Regions from separate parts of the Mus musculus genome. Here region 2 is linked to region 1. A link is a contact called in public HiChIP or PLAC-seq data. All regions are on one chromosome and are shown on one strand. The core of a region is the stretch at or near the end of the contact, and the rest is flanking DNA. Distances in the headings are between cores, read along the strand shown. Region 1 overlaps Shank2 (SH3 and multiple ankyrin repeat domains 2). Region 2 overlaps Shank2 (SH3 and multiple ankyrin repeat domains 2).

What was found. HiChIP or PLAC-seq counts read pairs in DNA pulled down with a chosen protein or histone mark.
Region 2: a contact with region 1 is called in an HNF4G HiChIP or PLAC-seq map of pancreatic cancer cells. The contact joins two enhancer-like sites. A contact is called at or near these places in 4 of 484 Hi-C or Micro-C datasets (brown adipocytes, embryonic stem cells, spermatogonial stem cells and 1 more) and 2 of 115 datasets of contacts at active chromatin or transcription factors (embryonic basal ganglia and pancreatic cancer cells).

What each region holds. Positions count from the first base shown.
Region 1 is chr7:144,232,431-144,234,977 of GRCm38.p6, forward strand. The region is part of intron 4 of Shank2 (SH3 and multiple ankyrin repeat domains 2); the gene reads left to right. Among named protein-coding and RNA genes, the nearest start is that of Shank2, 58 kb to the left of the region's middle. Within about 2 kb of position 1,286, at least 38 of the 459 cell types and tissues checked have an H3K27ac peak or open chromatin away from gene starts, as enhancers often do. A contact at or near this core is called in pancreatic cancer cells, where this site is marked.
Region 2 is chr7:144,354,047-144,356,593 of GRCm38.p6, forward strand. All of the region lies in intron 7 of Shank2 (SH3 and multiple ankyrin repeat domains 2), which reads left to right. Among named protein-coding and RNA genes, the nearest start is that of Gm14372, 52 kb to the right of the region's middle. Within about 2 kb of position 1,280, at least 8 of the 459 cell types and tissues checked have an H3K27ac peak or open chromatin away from gene starts, as enhancers often do. A contact at or near this core is called in pancreatic cancer cells, where this site is marked.

The DNA of each region.
Region 1 (2,547 bases), core at 36-2,535:
GCAACAGTCACAAAGCCCCTCTACTTCCTTGGCCTTAATGCACAGTGGTGTTCTTCAGTGCATGCATAATGCGTGCACATGGGACCTAGAATAGCACTCAGCCCCCAGACTCCAGGAAGGCGGAGTTTGTGTTACTACCTACCTAGCACAGGACCTTGGGAGGCCACCTGTCCTCAGTGGCAGCCTGGGCCGCTAACATATTTGCACATGGTCACTGGCCTTGCCTGTTCCCAACATGGGAGGCAGAGCAGGGAGAGGTGGCTTCTCACCTACAAAGGCACAGTGGTGGCTAAGGGTGGGAACTCCTGAAGAGTGTGTTACTTCTCTGGCTGTTGGGCACAAACAACTTAAGTGATTTTAACTCACAGTTCCAGGTACTGTCACCTGTGAGTGATGTCACACACCACAGGCAAGTATGGCCACTCAAGAATTGTCACTGAACCAAGGACTGTCCTGTGAGGAGAAGGGTCATCCTTGCTGTTCTGGGTGTTTGTGAGGAAGGACAGTTTCTGAGGCTCAAGGACCACTGTTCTCTCCAGCACCCTCCTTACTCCCTACATTTGGTGTGTCCTCCCTTGTGCACTGGTGAACCACAAGGACTGAGGGGGAGAAATAGGTCCAACCCTGCTGTTGTCATGACCACTTGCCACATCTCCAGCCACCACCACCCTAGAACCCCAAATTCCACATTGATGGACTCAGCCAATCAAGAGTGAAGAATATTCTTTTAACTGGGCTCAGTAGTACACACCTGTAGTCCTAGCACTCGGGAGACTGAGGCAGTAGGATTGTGCCAATACTATGCCATCTGTTTATTTCGGAGTCCTGGGTCCCTGCAGATATGGGGACAACTGTGTGTTAATTATCTTGCTTTAATGTCTTCTTCAGACAGTGGCCTCTGGTGGTGTGAGGCAGGTGTGGACAATGCTCACTGTCATAGTTGTTCCAAAATGAACTTAATGGCACTCTGGGCTTTGCAGTTTCTGTGTGACACAGGCTGATTCCCCCCCCCCCCCCCCGAGCTATCTCTCTGGCAAGCCCGGAATCTGTGTGGATTCCAACCCTGATCTCCCAGGTGAGTCGGTGAATCTGGCTGCCACACTCAGCATTTAGGAGTCCCCAAGTATTTCCAGCTGACTCATGGAAGCGTGACACACAGCCACTGCTGATAGGTTAAGGTTGCTGGCTCTGGGTGTCAGTGGCATTTATGAATATCATAGGGCAACATTTACTCATGCAGCTTCCGGAAACACAGCGAAGGAAATCACCCCAGCGAGTACTCGCTGCCTGACTTATCTTTGCCTGTTACAGTTGCCTAATCACATAACTATGTATGAGGAAACACATCCACACTAAGTCTCAGAGCGAGCTCTGCTGAACTAGGAGAGATGTGGTATCACTGTATTCCAGAAGAGGCTCATGTAACCTGGGTTAACCTTGAACGTGCTAGGTAACCAAAGCTGGTCTTGAACTCTTGAACTCTGGCCTCTGCTTTTACAGTGCTGGGATGACAGGCATGAGCCATCACACTTGGCTCTTAGCTTCGTCTTTGTATGAAGGATGGTGCATAGCCTTATAGCTGTTTCTATACTTCTGCATTGAAGTGTGTGTGTGTATGTGTGTGTGGTATATAGGTGTGTATGTTTGTGTGTTTTAAGGTGTGTGTAGGTGTATGTATGTGTGTGTAGGTGTGTAGGGGTATGGATGTATATGTAGGTGTGTAAGCGTGTGTATAGGTGTGTAGTTGTATGGGTATGTGTGTAGGTGTGTAGGTGTTGTATATGTGTATGTGTGTATGTAGGTGTATAGGTGTATGGATGTGTGTAGGTATGTGTGTGTATGTAGTTTGTAAGTGTGTATGTGATGTGTAGGTGTGTATGTGTGTGTAGGTGTGTGTAGGGTTGTATGTGTGTGGTATATAGGCATGTGTGTGTACATGTGTGTCTAGGGTTGTGTGTGTGTAGGTGTATGCACATGCACATAGAAGCCAAGTTCATACTCAAATGTTCCTCTGGTGCTGTCCGTGTTTCTGTTTCTTTCTTGAGACAGTGTCTCTCATTTGGCCTGGAACATTCCAAGTAGTATGGATTGTTTGCCCAGCCAGCACCAGGGAGCCCCCTGTTTCCACAGACCCAGCATGAGCCACCGTGCCTGGCTCTTTTTTATCTAGGGATCAAACTCCTATCCGTGTGCAAGCGCAGGGGCTTTATTGACTGAGCCTCCTATCAGTCCAGCAGTGACGTCTTGATATGCACTTGCCTTCTGGATTCTGAAACTTGGGAAATTCTCTCTTATCTCATCATCTCTCACATCCCCCTCTGCCTCATGATGTGGACACAAGCTTGCCACTTACCTCCTGGGTCCTCGTCTTTGCTGTTTAACTGGTTCCAGACCTGAGGGAAGCATCCATTCCTAATGCAGGCAGTGGCAGCACTGACTGCTTAGTCAGGGTGAGTTCTGCTGGGCACAAAGTGGCCTGGCTTTTATTGTCCACCAGGCCAAGAGGCCCCTGTATGCTGGATACCAGCCAGGGGTCATCCCCTGCTG
Region 2 (2,547 bases), core at 30-2,529, 120 kb after region 1:
CCTCCCGGGTTTTTTCTTCCCGGATTTTTTCTCGTCCCGGAATTTCTCGTCCCGGGTTTCAGCACCAATTCTTACTAGCGTGTTCTCACGCCCGGCCAGGAAGAACACAGCAAACCAGAATCTTCTGCGGCAAAACTTTATTGCTTACATCTTTGGGAGCCAGGAGGGCAAGCGCCCAGCGCCCAGCCCCAAAAACGAAAGCCCCTTCTATATTTTTAGGAGCCAGAGCTCCGGCGCGCCAAAGCGCAGAGCGTGCTCTATTGTTTACATCTTTAGGCAGCGAGAGAGCGCAGGGCGCGCAGAGCCAGAGAGATGCCAGCGAGAGAGAAATGGCGGAAACCCCGTCCCCTTTTTTAAGAGAGTTATATTTCGCCTAGGACGCATCACTCCCTGATTGGCTGCAGCCCATGGCCGAGCTGACGTTTACGGGAAAGGTAGAGTACAAGTAGTCGTAATACCCTTGGCACATGCGCAGATTATTTGTTTACCACTTAGAACACAGGATGTCAGCGCCATCTTGTGACGGCGAATGTGGGGGCGGCTCCCAACAGAAGAGGCCACTGTGAGCTCTAGGCACTGTGAGATTACAGATGGTAGAAGAATGGCTGAGTTCTCCATCACCACCTCATCCTACCTCAGCCACAGCTAGAAGACTAGGCACCCATTAGAATAGTCTATGTGAAATGAGAGGCTTGTGTAGAGCTTTGGGCAAGAAGGGTGGGAATTGTACTATGTGATATCCCTCTGGGAGGGGAGGGATAAAACTGAGGGTACAGTATCACTCAGGTCCCCTACTTTTACCAGAGTGACAGCTATGCCCCCTAATCTTCAGAATGGGAGGTGTACTATAGACTTTTAGTCAGTGGTCTGTTGATGTGAAGAGATGCCATGACCATGGCAACTCCTATAAAAGAGAGAATTTAACTGAGGCTGGCTTACAGTTTCAGAGGTTTCGTCCATTATTGTCATGGCAGGGAGCATGGTGGCATGCAGGCTGACATGGTGCTGGAGAAGTAGCTGAAAGTTCTATATCTGGATCTGCAGGCAGCAGGAAGATCCAGAGTCACTGGAATTGATTTGGGTTTTTGAAACCCCAAAGTACATCCTAAGTGACACACTTCCTTCAATAAGGCCACACTGACTAATCCCTCTCAAGTAGTGCCACTCCCTGATGACCAAACATTCAAATATATGGATCTCTGGGCGTCATTCTTACTCAAACCACAACAGACTCAGAATATAAAGGTGGCCCCTCCCAGATGCGCCATCAAGTGTAGGGCTCAGAGATCAGTCACCTCACCCATCCTGCCCCCTCACCCCAAAGACAAACAACAAGAAGCAGTGACTCAGGCACTGTGCCCAACCTGAATCTCGATCCAGGCAATATTTCAGGGGCAATCTGGGAAGTCATTATCCTGTGTTTGTCCCAGTACCTTTTCCTCCATATAGAATGCCATCATCCCCAACACACAAATATACAGAGACAGAGACAGAGAGACAGAGAGAGAGAGGTGGCTTGTTCCTTGGAGCCCTGTGATGGGAAGACATTGGGTTTCCCAAGAGTCTCACTGAGATATCACATCAGCACACAGTAAACACTTCAAACTTTCAGTGTGAAGCTTTATGAACATCAACATCTATGTGATTGGCAAGGCACCAACCAGGTCAAGGTCTAACGAATGACAGATGACAATCCTCTGCAATGGAGGAGGGCCAACCTCACCTCCCTTTCTCCTATCCCCAGCTACAGCAAAATCAGGCATGTGACTTGAAAACTTTTCCATGAGTAGAAGTGTTACCCACAGCAGTGCCTTCTTGTAGTCCACACCACTATTCCAAGATCTTTGAAAATCAGTACTAATCCTTCTTACCCATGAGTGACATCACAACTTGCTCAACCATGTGTCCACCCATACCCTTACTGATGATTTAGTTTCTGAAGGCTGTGAATGTTGATGTATTTGCCCTATACAGACACTTCATTTCAAAGAAATATTCCTGTTGGGAACAGTAGTGTGTGTGTGTGGGGTGGGGTGGGGTGTCTCACAGTATGATCATTTGGTGAAGAAACCTTACCAAGGTACCTCCAAGCCAGCCTTATCATCTTCATCTGCATTCCTAGCTCCCTGCCCTGAGCTGAGCTACACACACACACACACACACACACACACACACACACACACACACACAGGGGTCCCCACTTTCCCCCTTTATTCCTTTGGATTATGATGAGAGACAGTTGGGCCCTGTGGCTACCATGTGCATCTCCCATGTGGCCACGATGCCTGGCATCTGCCCATCTGTTGGCACCTGTTGGGACTTTACAAAGAGAGGGGTTCCCTCTTAATTTCTTCACTCTCATTCTTTCCTTGTCCTCTCCCCTTCCCCCCCATATGAGCTCAATCCTGGGACCAAAGAGCAACAGGCATTTCTTCTCAGGGTTCTGGATCTGGAGGTCTATGAGTCTGGGTTTCTAAAGACTGCAGGGCCTATAGGGGATGAGGTAGAAGGCAGCTGCCCAGAGCCCTCTTTCATAAGGGCTTCAGT